Regions from separate parts of the Sus scrofa genome. Here region 2 is linked to region 1. The links are chromatin contacts, called in public HiChIP or PLAC-seq maps. All regions are on one chromosome and are shown on one strand. The core of a region is the stretch at or near the end of the contact, and the rest is flanking DNA. Distances in the headings are between cores, read along the strand shown. Region 1 overlaps DCAF8 (DDB1 and CUL4 associated factor 8). Region 2 holds the start of ATP1A2 (ATPase Na+/K+ transporting subunit alpha 2).

Region 1 (6,526 bases), core at 2,180-4,679:
AAATTACCAAATTTTGCCTTAAAATTTACTGTTTTTTAATGAGTAGGTATGTTCCAGGAAAAAGGGAAAAACAATTACAGATCAAACCAAAGGATTCCTTTGAATATCTCAAACCAGCTTCCACTGGTTAAGGGAATATCCCACCCACTGCGTCAAATCCACCTCTTCCTATGATGTTAGCCAGTATCATCACCTTCCAGAGATTCAGCTTTCAGAGATATACAAGAGCGAAAAATTCCCCTATGCCAACTTCACACAAAAATGCCTCTGATATAAGCAGATGTTCAGGCACCAGCTTAACACAAAAGGATACATGTTCTAGAATTCCATGACCTTCACACATTCAATTCTCCAACCTCATTTCAGTCTTCTACCAATTCAACCGCTAAAGCAAAAATTTTCTGAAGGCCCACTGTCTCTTATTTCCCAAACCCACAATTTGGGCCTCCTAATCTATGTTTCTCCTATGTTCACCCTTTTAGTTTCTATCCTGTCTACTACTGTTTGCATGTAGATCCACTGGTCAACTCTTAGCCAGATATTCTGCCTACATCATTTCATTACACATTCAATAATGTGCCCAAGTCGTTTGCTCTGCCCATTACTTGAACCAGATTCCCAATTTCTTCTTGCTTAACAGTACTCTTCCTCTGAAACTGATCCACACAATGAGATCTCATTCTACTTCACAACTCTCTACCACAGTAGACCAAACTAGCTCACATCACTTTTTCCATCATTGCCCTCTGCTACCTCTGGAAAACCTGCTAATGTTCCATTATCATCACAGAACCAAAGAACTGAAAATATCAAAAATCATTGAGTTTAAGAGATTAAATGATTTTCTCAAAGCTACCTAACTGTAGGCCAGTACTAGAAGGCAGATCCCTTGTACCCAGGCCTGTTCCCTTTCTCACAGAAATCCACTCGTTATCTCTCAACCTTCAACCTCTTGAAATTTTATATAAATAACCAGTATATCCTCTCTACTGGTTATCCCCTATACTTGTTTCTGCAAGCCCAAAATATTTCTATCCTTTAATCAGTATTTTAAATTCCTCCATTTTCTAGACATTTTTTTCTGTACTGATCTTTCTAAAAGTCTAGTAATAATCAGCCTTAAGATTATATTCCTTAATTTATATTTTACTTATCTGCTATGTAAATCAGTGATACCCCTTACTCAATATTGGTATTGATATATAAGATTTAAGATAATTTTAAAGAGTAATGATACAATAAATAATCTAGATAATCCATCAACTAGACAGTGGTTAAACTGTGGTACACCAATATATGTCATGGTTAAAAATGAGGTAGGTGGGCCTTTTTGTTTTAACATAAAAAGATCTCCAAAACACATAAAAATGTGAAAAAAGCAAATTATGGGAACATACATATGCATATGTTTATATATACATACAACTATCCCATGGGTGTGTGTATATGTGTATATATACATAGTAAGATACATAAATGTCTAGAAAAATTACTGAAAAGGCACTCAAAATTTTTAACAATGGTTATCAATAGCCAGAATGGGGGGCAGAGGAGGTATACATGAGGAAGCATTTACATTTTGTCCATATACTTTATTATTTGAATTTTTAAAACAAGACGTATTTGTTCACTGTAAGAGCAATAAAAGTGAAAAAAGGAAACAAAAAAATTAGTAAGTGCAATTTAATCAGTTCCAACCACAGTGCCAGACACTACGCTCAAGTATCAGTAATCAGTAATTCTCAAGAGAGAGAATGAGACTGACTGATTATGCCCACAGTGAGGCTGAAGAAACTGAGGTTCGGAAAGGTTGTAAGTCACAACTAGTGGTGCCAAGTTAAGATCTGAGCTAGATCCAAACAGGATGATTTGCTGTTTCTGGATCACACAGGTGAAAGAGATATAATTTTCCTATAAGTCTCAGATTCATGTAAAAATGAGCTGTGATATGATAAAGTTCTATTATAGCTACTGATATTTTTGCTCAAGATTTATCATTTCATTTTTATGTTTTTATACATAATTGAACTGAAAACCACACAGGAGCCTATCTCTAAGCTGCCAGTAATGTGCTTCTTGTGGGGAAGCTGAGTGTCACCTAAGTGAATGGAGAGTGGAAGAACATCCAGTTATTAGAGCCCACACATAAGAAGATAACTGAACCCTTCCTTCATTAGAAGTGAAGATACGCTGAATAGTATTTTACTATTGAGAACAGACAACAACAAAGAAGGAATTCCCCTAAACCTTAATCTGCTTATCATAATCACAAAAGAGGTATTCTTTTTTTTAAGGGCCATACCCACAGCACGTGGAAGTTCCCAGGGTAGGGGAACTGCAGCTGCCGGCCTAAGCCACAGCCACAGCCACAGCAACGCGGGACCCAAGACACGTCTGGGAACTACACCACAGCTCCTGGCAACACCAGATCCTTAACCCACTGAGCGAGGCCAGGGATCGAACCAGCATCCTCATGGTTTTTAGTTGGATTTGTTTCTGCTGAGCCACAGTCGAACTTCCACAAAAGAACTATTCTGATGAACTAGAGAGTTATTACCTAGGACACATGGAATATTTTCAAGGCCAAGAGATTCAATTCTGTAGAAAATACTAATGTTATACTTACGAAGCTGGCCGGTCTTGTCTAAGGTCAATGGTAAAGACAACTGCATCTTCACCTGCAGACAGGAACGTACAGGGAGAGTCTGGTTCCAGGGCCAACTGAAAGAGAAAAAAGGAACAGTTGGAGTTCCCATCATGGTGCAACAGCAATGAATCTGACTAGGAACCATGAGGTGGTGGGTTCGATTCCTGGCCTTGCTCAGTGGGTTAAGGATCGGTGTTGCCGTGACTGTGGTGTAGGCCACAGATGTGGCTTGGATCCAGCATTGCTGGCAGCTGGGAACCTCCATATGCCACAGATGTGGCCCTAAAAAGCAAAAAAAAAAAGTCTCAGCCAGAGAAATGCCTACCTCTTTTGTTGTAAAATCCCAGGAAAGAAGATAATTTAATAAATTAATTCTTACTCTGTATGTGAATTATTTACAGCTTGTTTATTTTATACAAGGCAAAAGGACAGATGATTTTCTCTTTTAACTAAGTCCCCAAGGGATATATAAAGAGTGATACCAAAAGAAAACAATGACATTAGGGCTCATTCTCAAAATCAATTCCATATACTAGGGATGGGGGAGAAATGGCACCCAACTTTTATTCCTCGCATCTTAGTTCGAAAAATTAGTTATCTACTGTGTTGGGGGTAGTCTCAAGAATCAAATAGGTAATTTTCATATTTCCTGAGCCATGTGGGCAAGAAAAGCATACTCCAGGTCCACCTATATAGTTGCTTAGGGTTGTAAACAGAGGGGATCATCCTCCTTCCATGGCGTGAAAGAAAACAGTGCCTACTTGGAGATAAGGCAGTTGCTGGCTCCTCACTGGCTGCCATGACTATTTGGCCTATATTCCTGCTCTAAATAGGCTTCCAGAAATAGTGCTGTTTATGCACTGAGAGTTGTGAGCAGAAAAGTTGAAGCTCTCACATATGAGAAGTCAACAGCTAGCACCTTGGAGCTGTTAAAATGTTCTAAATACAGAGTAAATTTTAAAGGCTTGGAAGGCATTGGAGACCTCAAGGATCTCCAAATCAACTATGGCTCAGCTTGGGAGTCAGGTATCATCAGGTGAATGCTCCATGTGCAAGATATAGACATCTCTCAAATACATGCCTTCTGAGAAGTTTAGGGTAGCTGCTTTTTCTCCCATCTTACCTACAAATCTTAGGACTGAAAGAAGTGAGGCAGGTGACCCCAACAAAGGGACACAATGTACAGATACTGACTGGAGGGCCTTGGCGGAGACTCACAGAGAAGCGGAACTGCACAATCTTCGCAGACAGGGCTTACTTACTTTGTGGGATGCTCCCTTGTGCTGTGCCACACGCTTCGTATTCTTGCAGCACTGTGTAGCAGACAACTCTGCTACCCGAACCTGCCCATCACGGGCACACATGGCCAGGGTAGAATCACCACTGTTAGGAAGGAACTTGGCCTGGGATATTAAGAATAAAAGAAAGTACAAGAGAAATAAAAGCACATTTGAGAGGGAAAAGTGTGATGACCACCCCAAATCTCCCCCTGTTGCTGCACGATAGCTGGAAACTTAAGACCTCCTACTCTTTTATAATTGGCTCAAGTCCAATTTCGTCCAAGGGATAAAGGAGAGGAAGAGAAAAAAACTTCTGATATAAGAAAGCACTTCTGTTGATTCCAAAAGGTTGAACTGGTACAGGGTAAGTGCTCAGGTAAACTAAGACTATACCTACTAGGAAAGAAAAGGAAAAAAAGAGAAAAATCTTCCTTGATTCAGAAAGTAAACAAATTTTCTACAAAGAAAAAGGAAACTAGAGGGGATACTGGAGAAGGAAAGAAACCATGCTTAGGGATAAATAGCTAGACTATATGATAGATGGGGCTGATAAGTAAAACCTCCAGAGAATAACAATGTCAACTAATATTTATCAAATGTTTGTTAAGTACCAGACATGGTTCTAACTGCTTAGCTTCTATTGTTATTTAATCCTCATAACCCTCTTTTTTTTTTTTTTTTAAATGGCCACACCAGAGGCATAGGGAAGCTCCTGGGCCAAAAACTGAATCCAAGTCACAGCTGCAGCAATGCTGGATCCTTTAACCCACTGCATCATGTCAGGGTCCAAATCCGGGCCTCTGCAGGGACCCAAACTACTGCAGTAGGACTCTTCACCCTCTGTGCCAGAGCAGGAACTCCATCACAACCCTCTGTGTTATTAGCCCCATATTATATAGTTAAAGAAACTGAAGACAGAGATTAAATAAATGTACCCAAGATCACACCTCTAGTAAGGAGTTGGGCCAAGATTTAAACTCAAGTAGTCTGGCTCAAAAACCTCTGCTCTTACACTATATCCCTCCTAAGCAGGGCATTTAGTAACTTCCTAACGATTTCCAAGCACCCTATTATAATGAGGCTTGCAATACTCTATGTGCTCAAGGAAATAAAAGGCTGCCATGGGTCTTTCAGTGTATTTAGTTCCTCTAACTCATTATGGGGCCAAAGTAGGACCAAGCCCTGATATCTAATTCCTACCACAACTTGCTGCCACTCCTACTCCAGTTAGCAGCTCAGGTTTGTCTAACACATGCCTGATTTTCCCAACTGCCAATGTGCTCCCTTGCCTCACCTGGAAGACATTGCTTTTGTGGCCACTCTCAAAGTCCAATACTGGCTGTCGCCGCACCCAGTCCCAAACCACCACTTTCAGGTCATCGCTGCCACTGGCCAGCCAGGTGCCGCGCTGGTTAAAGTGCAGGGTATTAACACAACCAGTATGGCCCTCAAGCCCATGCTGCAGACGGAAACGCTGCACAAAGACTCTTGCCCCACAAGCCTCATACACAAAACGGGCACTTGAACCCAGCTCCCGCTCCCGAAGAGCAGGAAGGGCTTGCCAGCGAGGTCGGGGCAGGGCTGATGTCTCTGAGGCTACCCAGTCCTCCAGGGCTCGCTCATCGTCGGATGAGTCCTGATCACGATTGGCCCGCTTGCGCTGTACACGGCGACGAGGATGCTCTTCTTCCTCCTCTTCTTCCTCCTCCTCTTCCTCTGAGGGGTCATGGACTTGGTTTTCATCATTGATGGAGTAATGGCCAGTGTCCTCCATGCTGTCAGAGTCCTTGTCTTCACCTGAGCTCTCTGTATCCGTGCCTCGACTTTCTGTGCTGGTGCGATTGGGGCCACCATCATCCCCAGTCAAGCTCAAGCTCAGGTCTGAGGCCTCCACTTCAATGCCTGAGGATGTCTCTCTCCCTTCCTCAGCACCAGACATCTCCTCTGGACTGCTAGACAGGCTTCCTGCATGTTAGTGAGGAATGAGTAGATGGGGGGGGGGAAATAAGGAAATAAGATAATGATCAGAAGAATTTCCCCTCCTTAGTCAAAAATAATCATCACATCAAAAGACCCAGAAACCAATTTTGGTCAAAATGTTTCCATTACAAATATTTATAAAGAATAGCTTCTGGAATTCCCTTCATGGCTCAGCGGTTAACAAACCCAACTAAGAGCCATGAGGATACAGGTTCGATCCCTGGTGCTGCTCAGTGGGTTGAGGATCTGGCATTGCATGAGCTGTGGTGTAGGTCGAAGACACAGCTCAGATCCCACGTTTGCTGTGGCTGTGGCATAGGCTGGCAGTTGCAGCTCCGATTCAACCCCCAGCCTGAGAACTGGGAACCTCCATATGCCGTGAGGTTTTGCCCTAAAAAGAAAAAAAAAGGACCTTCTGAGGGGGAAACTTGAAAAGATTAAGACCAAGTCCACAAACAAGTAACAAATTGAAGGACAACCACAGATTATAACACATTCTCAAGAAGCACTGGCAGATTTTAGAGAAATACGTCTGGAGTTCTCTTGTGGCACAGCAAGTTAAGGATCTAGCATTGTCACTACAGTGGCTTGGATTGCTGCCATGGTGACTTTTGATCCC
Region 2 (6,823 bases), core at 4,280-6,779, 130 kb before region 1:
AGGTTGATGCTGTGGCTTGGATCTGATCCGTGGCCAGGGAACTCTATATGCCACAGGGCAGGTCAAAATGAGAAAGGAAGAAAGGAAGAAAGGAAGAAAGAAAGGAAGAAAGGAAGAAAGAAAGAAAAAAAGAAAGAAAGAAAGAAAGAAAGAAAGAAGGAAAGAAGGAAAGAAGGAAAGAAGGAAGGAAGGAAGGAAGGAAGGAAGGAAGGAAAAGGAAAGGGAAGAAAAGAAACCAGGGGAGTCTTTGCCCAAACCCTGTGCCCTTCTTTGTCCTACGCCAAGAGTTGGAGGGATAAGACTCATTTCTGGGGGTGGCACTAATAAACAAATACACAACCACATGTAATTTTTCCCATGCACCTGAGCTGAGCCATATTCTGAGGAGGAGGTAGCCTGGAACTTGGGGATCATCAGAGCTGCAAAGAGATCTCAGGGATTCTTCCAGCTCTGTTCCTTGTTATTCAGATGAAGAAGCAAGGCCAAGAGTTCCCGTTGTGGCTCAGCGGTCATGAACCCGACTATGATCCATGTGGTCGATCCCTGGCCTCACTTGGTGGGTTCAGGATCCCGCATTGCTCTGGCTGTGGTGTAGGCTGGCAGCTACAGCTCTGATTCTTCCCTTAGCCTGGGAACTTCCCTATGCCACAAATGCAGTTCTAAAAAGAAAAAAGAAAGAAAGAAAGAAACAGCAAGTCCAGAGTTGGGAACGCCCCTTGTCCAAGGCCACACAAGTGGTTCCACTGGGACCAACTTCAGCAGCCTGACTTGCAGACATGCATCCTTTGCATTAGACCACAGTGCAGGCCACAGGGAGGACAGTGGGAAGTCGGGTACAGAGCGGCTCTGGGCCATCGTGCTCGGAGAGGAGGGTTGACCCGTGTCCTCTGAGCCGCATCCCTGATCCTCCCTTTTTCTCCCTCTGACTTCCACCTGCACATCTGGGACACAAACATGGAGTTATTCCAACCCAGAGCAGTGAAGAGGGCGAGAGACAGGGGCATGGAGCAGAGGCAGAGAGACCGAGGAACATTCTTCTGGGTGCTCTTTTCTCCATTTTCTGACTTCTGTATACTGTGGTTACAACAATAAAAAGGATAATAAGAATGATCTGGAGGGAAAATTAAAGCTGACAGACCCAAAGAGAGACAGAGGAAGAGGTTTTTAGAGCCCATTTTGAGCAGATTGAAAAGAACGACCAGAAAGAAAACAGGGGTGCAGATGTCAAGGCAGGAGGCGAGAGAGAGAGAGAGAGAGAGAGAGAGAGAGAGAGAGAAAATCCTCCATGTCCCTTGTGGTCCAGAGGGAACACTGAGGCAGCAGAGAAGCTGGATAGCCACGATGGGGCTCCAAGCCCAACCTGCCCACCGCAAGATCACAGCAACCTGCAGGAGGTGGGAGGAGAGAGGGCTGGAGAGGAAGAGGGAGGAAGAGGCATCTGTCCACGGGGACCCTTGTCGCGGCCACCCCAGACCTTCCCAGGCTCCCCACCCATCCTATCACCTCAAGACATCCTTCCCCAGGAAGAGAAACAGTCTCACTCTCTCCCCCAGAAGGCCTTGGAAACCTGGCTGTGATGACAAGACCACAGGCCCTGAAAAAGGGGAGAGGGGAGTCGGAAGGGCTGAGCAAGCAGCTGCCCTGGTGGCTGGCAGGGGAGTCAGAGGGGATGAGAGGAGGAGGCGAGTGAGCTGGGGAACTGGCCGGGCCTGGGACTGGGGCAGAGAAGTGGGGTGAGGGGGGGGGGGGAGGGACAGCGGGTGGCACTGATAGAGCCTCCCAGTGCTTCCTTCCCTCCCACTCTCCCTCCCTCTCTCTCTTTCACGATCTTGAAACAACCTTCAAGTCTGGGCTGGAGGCCCCAGGAGGCCAGTCACTTAGGAAACAAAACTGTTTCTTGGAGACCTTGAAAAGCCCATCTGCAGCTGAGCGGCGTCCCCACCCCCTCCCCGGGCACATACACATTCTCCCACGGACTCTCACGTACTCCCACCCGGCTCCACACGTGCTCCCCACCCGCCACGCACGCACGCACGCGCGCTCACGCACACACACCCGGGGTCCCAGCGCAAAGAGCCAATGTTCACCAGCCTGACCACGCCGCCTCCTCCGGAATTACGGCTTGGTTCCTTCGAGCCGTCTCTTCCCCACACACATCCTCCCCACACAATCCCGCCTGCCTCAGTCATTGACTGGCACACACGTGCACGCACCCCCAAGCACACACCCCCGCACACACCCCTTCTTCCCAGAGCCTCCCTACCAACCAAATATCTGATTTAAGATCACCTACCCTGCCCTTTGTTGACCCCCTTTCGGCCTCCGACTTTCAAACCCACTCCCCAGCCCAGTCCCCTCTGGACTTCCCACCTCCTGCACCTCCTAGGGCCAAGTCTTTCTTACTTTCCACTTTGTTCTTCTCACCCTAAGGGCCTTGATCCAACCTGGCACCACTGTCTGTGTTCAAAGGAAGCAGGCATCCCAGATCAAAGGACCAGTGTCTACACTGGATGATGCCCAGAGTCGGAAGTCCACAGTGGACTCTCAGAGCCTCCACACTGTCCCGGGCAGGGAAGGTGGTCAGTGATGCTCGATCCGGATGAGGAATGGGCCCTGGGTGTCCTGTCCACCCTTTCTTTTGTCTGAGCCCTGGATGTGTGTGCAGCAGTGCTCTTGGGGCTGCCCCATTGCAGGGCGAGGCAGGGACCCCCCCCCCCCGCCCCGCCACCAGTCTCTGTAGGCAGAGGAAGGGCACAGTCCCTTCCGGTACTGGACCTGGCTACAAGGACCAGTGCCAGGGCCTTGGAAGGACTGGGAAGTACTGGGAGGTGCCAGCAGGGGTGGGCGGGAGAGAAAACTGTGTGAGCCCAGCATGACACACGCCCTTGGGTTTCCAGGCAGTGGGGTGGAGGTTTTCCCTTCTATCTCACCTTGTGTCCTGCAGAGGGCGGGGCAGAAGAGAACCCAGCGGTTCCAACCCAGGAACCAAGGAGCAGGTGCTTCCTAAATCCCAAGTCATCCTCCCCTGCGCCCCGACCCCAGGGCAAGGCGGCCCGCGTGTGGATTGACCCCACGTGTGGGTCAGCCTTTCCATGACTTCTTCTGGCCGTCTCTCCGGCCATCTAACCACAAGCCTTCTTGCTACACCTTGCGCGACTTCTCTCACTCTCTCCTCTAGACCCCGGCGCTTGAACTGGGATGTCTTATCTCCTCGTTGGTTCCTCCCACTGTCTGCTCTCCCCAGGCCCAAATTCAAGGTCGCTTAAGGGGCCTGTGCTGAGAAGATGCCGGCCCCATGCCACCCACCCTTCCTGCTCTAACCCAGGAAGAAGAAGGAGGGCGGATGTGGGGTGTGACCTGCCAGATCCTGTAATGGAAAATCCCAGCCGCGGGCCTGGAGGGGGCCAGTTATTTGGGGAATTCAGACGTGAGCCCTGTGCCCTGAGAGTGGACTTGCCGGAGGAGAGGTCGATAATCCCTCTGGAGCAAGTTCCCCCCTGGGGCCAGAGAGAGACCAGCCCAGCCAGCAGACACCTCAAGCCTTGAGCCCTCTCATCCTAATTCCTTTGAAGTTAGCTCAGGGCTCAGACCTGCCCCCCCACTGCTGGCTTCCCTCCACCAGGAGAATTCTGCCCTCTGACTGCTCCCAGGAGAAGGCCGTGTAGGACTTTTTCTTCTCTCTCTGCCCCTTCTGGGTTCCCCCTCCCTCCCTTTGGCCCCGATTCTTGGGCTTTTTTAGCAAATGACCTGGGACCCCTGCCCTAGACCAGCAGGTCCTGTCCTGGCCGACTCGTCTACCCTTGGTTCTGGTTGGTGTCAGTTCAAGGTCCCCCTCCGCGCCCAAGGCAAGGCCCTCTCACCACTCCCCTCTCCCCTCTCCCCGAACACTGGGTCAGTTTCTCCCATGTTTCTTTTTTTTTTTTTTTTCTTTTTTTTTTTTTGCCATTTCTTGGGCCGATCCTGAGGCACATGGAGGTTCCCAGGCTAGGAGTCCAAGCAAAGCTATAGCCGCTGGCCTACGCCAGAGCCACAGCAACGTGGGATCTGAGCCGCATCTGCAAACTACACCACAGCTCACAGCAACACCGGATCCTTAACCCACTGAGCGAGGCCAGGGATAGAACCCGCAACCTCATGGTTCCTAGTTGGATTTATTAACCACTGAGCCACGACGGGAATGCCACTCCCATGTTTCAGTGCAGAGAGGGCTCTTGTCTGTCTACCCTTCATCCTGCCTGAAGGAAGCAGTTGCCCTTCTTGTTGTTCTTGGCTCTGGTACATGTTAGGATACTGACCTCTATATGCCTCTTAGAAGCTCCGTAAGTGCCAGTCTTTGGGCTTCTCCCCCACCGACCCATCGACAGCCTAGAGTTCCTCAACAGTGTCTAAGAGGGTAATGTGTGTGTTCCCCCCGCCCCAATTACAAGGGTAAACTTGGGCAGTCCCTTCTGTGCCCCACCTGCCCTTCTGCCAGCCATCTCCCAGGTCTTGGGAGCCTTGACTCTGAAACTTTGCAAAGGCTACATCTGGAGGGCTTGGGAAGACTCTCTCCCCTCCATCTAGCAGACTTCATGCTGCTTCTTTTTTTTTTTTTTCTTTTTAGGACCACACCCACAACATATGGAAGTTCCCAGGCCAGGAGTTGAATCAGAGCTGCAGCTGCTGGTCTACACCACAGCCACAGCAACACGGATCTGAGCGGCATCTGTGACCTACACCACAATTCACAGCAATGCCGGATCCTTAACCCACTGAGTGAGGCCAGGGATCCAACCCGCATCCTCACAGAGACCATGTTGGGTCCTTAATCCACTGAGCCACAACGGGAACTCCCATGCTGCTTCTGGAGCTGCCTTTGGCTCTCATCAGGCTGCCAACCTCGAGAAGCCTCATACACAAGGGCCGCCCTGGGTTCTAGCACCACCTCTTCCTGGCTTCAGGGTTCCCACAGTCTTTACAGTGGAGAGAACGGTCTCTTGCTTCTTTCTCCGGGAAGTTAGATGTAGATGCAGGAGACCAGGTTCTAGTTCTGTTTTATCAGCTCAAATCTTGTTCATGTGCAGTCTCTCCGGGCCTCAGCTTCCCCATCGGGAAAGCAAGAGGCAGGGTCAGATCACATGGCCTCTGTTCTCTGGGATGCTGATGCTGTTGCCCAGGGCTCCCCCTCTGCCCTCCCTAAGGGGCATATCCCCCACCCCATACCGTATCTCCCCTCTCTCAGTAGTGGCTGCCATGGGCCAGGACTTGGAGGGTGAGGGGAGCGGAGGGGGAGCACTCGGTGGGACAAACGGACCTTCCTCAGGCCAGTTGCTTAAGGGGCGGGAGGGGAGGAGTCCTCAGAGATCCTGTTTCAACAAACGTTTCTTTCCCGAGGAGGGAAGGCGGGGGAGAGGGGGAGAGGGACCTATTTAAAGCTACCCTGTTGCTCACTGTCTCTGTCTGTCTGCCGGGGTCTCTGGCGCCCCAGACCGGTGGTGTGAGCTCGGGATCCTCCTGGTGACCTCTCCAGTCAAGGTCCCGCAGCCACTCTGCCCCAAGATGGGCCGTGGGGTGAGTATCCCTAAAGAGCAGGGCTGGCTCTGGAGGGAGCTGTGCGGCTCTCTGGATGATGAGGGAGGCTGGAAGGAAGGACAAAGTGGGGATGGGACCCAGAGGGAGGAGCGGTGGGCTGCTTTGAACTTGGAAGTATTGAGTCTCCCAGCCAGGACTATGTGCACAGACGGACAGTGGCACTTGCTTGCTCGCTCCCTGAGTGCTGAGTTCTTTACCACCGACCCCAGGACCAGCTCCGAAGCTCACCACCCCCCACCAGCATCCCCTCCAGCCCTCCCTCCACCCCTGCCTCATCTCCTCCCCACCAAACCCCCATGGTCCCTCCTCTCTCACCGTATCTCCTGGCCTCCCAGCGGAAGGTTATTTGGTACTGAGAATGCCCCCTGCCTTCGCCACCCTCTGAAAGTATCCATTCCTCCAGGAGTCCCAGCCTGAGAGGATGGGGGTCCAATTTGTGGTTGCAGAGAGGGCCAAGGGGCATCTGCTTCTGAGTCACCAAGCATTTCCAAACACCAGCTCTGGGAGAGAGGGGGGACCCTGGGTTCCAGGGACAGCTGGGAGCAGTGAGCAAAGGCAGAGAGCGATGTGCCCCCAGCCCCTGGTCCAACACCCCCACCCACCCACCCGGCGCTGTCCCCGGCAGCATTGTGCTCGGGCTTCAGGCCATGCGCTTTGAGGACTTTCCCAGAGGCTGGTGAGAGCTGCAGGCACCCCCCTCGGTCCACCCCAGCCTGTGGCATTCTGCAGCTCGGGATATGCCAAGGGGAAGATTAACAGCCACCGGGGATGGAGAGGGTGGGGGTGGCCAGGGCTGAGGCTTGGAATTCTTGGAAATGAAATTTCCATATGGAGAAAAGGGACCCAATCTCTTTACATCCCAAGCCTGGTGGCTTTCCTTTTGTGGAATGCTGGCAGAAGGGAGCCCCGGGAGGGTGCTGAGGAAAGAGGGTGCCCGTGGGGAGCTGTGGCGGAGTTTCTGGGCCCAGGAGGGGGTCATGCAAGGACATGGTGTCGCACTGAGTTTAGCAGCTGGGAAAACTCTGAGCCTGGACACCAGGGTTCCTGAGCTAGGGTGGGAGCTATAAATAGAACCGGTGTGTGTGTGTGTGTGTGTGTGTGTGTGTGTGTGTGTGTGACGTGTTCTCCATAGGCTGGAACTGATACAGATATCCACGGATGAGCACCTGTGTTTGTGTCTCAGCAGAAAAATTTGCAAACACGCAGGTCCTGGAGCAGGAGTGAGCAGAGACATCGCTGTGGGGGGGGGCTC

Evidence for each region. HiChIP or PLAC-seq counts read pairs in DNA pulled down with a chosen protein or histone mark.
Region 2: an H3K27ac HiChIP or PLAC-seq map of skeletal muscle shows a contact between it and region 1. The contact joins the promoter of ATP1A2 here to the enhancer-like site in region 1. A contact is called at or near these places in 1 of 5 promoter capture datasets (fetal skeletal muscle), 10 of 47 Hi-C or Micro-C datasets (embryonic fibroblasts, fetal heart ventricle, heart right ventricle and 4 more) and 1 of 2 datasets of contacts at active chromatin or transcription factors (skeletal muscle).

The regions. Positions count from the first base shown.
Region 1 is chr4:90,235,089-90,241,614 of Sscrofa11.1, reverse strand. DCAF8 (DDB1 and CUL4 associated factor 8) reads right to left here. Exons shown (of 13, transcript NM_001244434.1): 3 at 5,222-5,892; 4 at 3,910-4,050; 5 at 2,627-2,721. Among named protein-coding and RNA genes, the nearest start is that of DCAF8, 23 kb to the right of the region's middle. Within about 2 kb of position 3,429, at least 1 of the 83 cell types and tissues checked has an H3K27ac peak or open chromatin away from gene starts, as enhancers often do. A contact at or near this core is called in skeletal muscle, where this site is marked.
Region 2 is chr4:90,369,611-90,376,433 of Sscrofa11.1, reverse strand. It overlaps ATP1A2 (ATPase Na+/K+ transporting subunit alpha 2), which reads left to right and starts at 5,529. Exons shown (of 23, transcript NM_001171541.1): 1 at 5,529-5,550. The coding sequence starts at 5,539.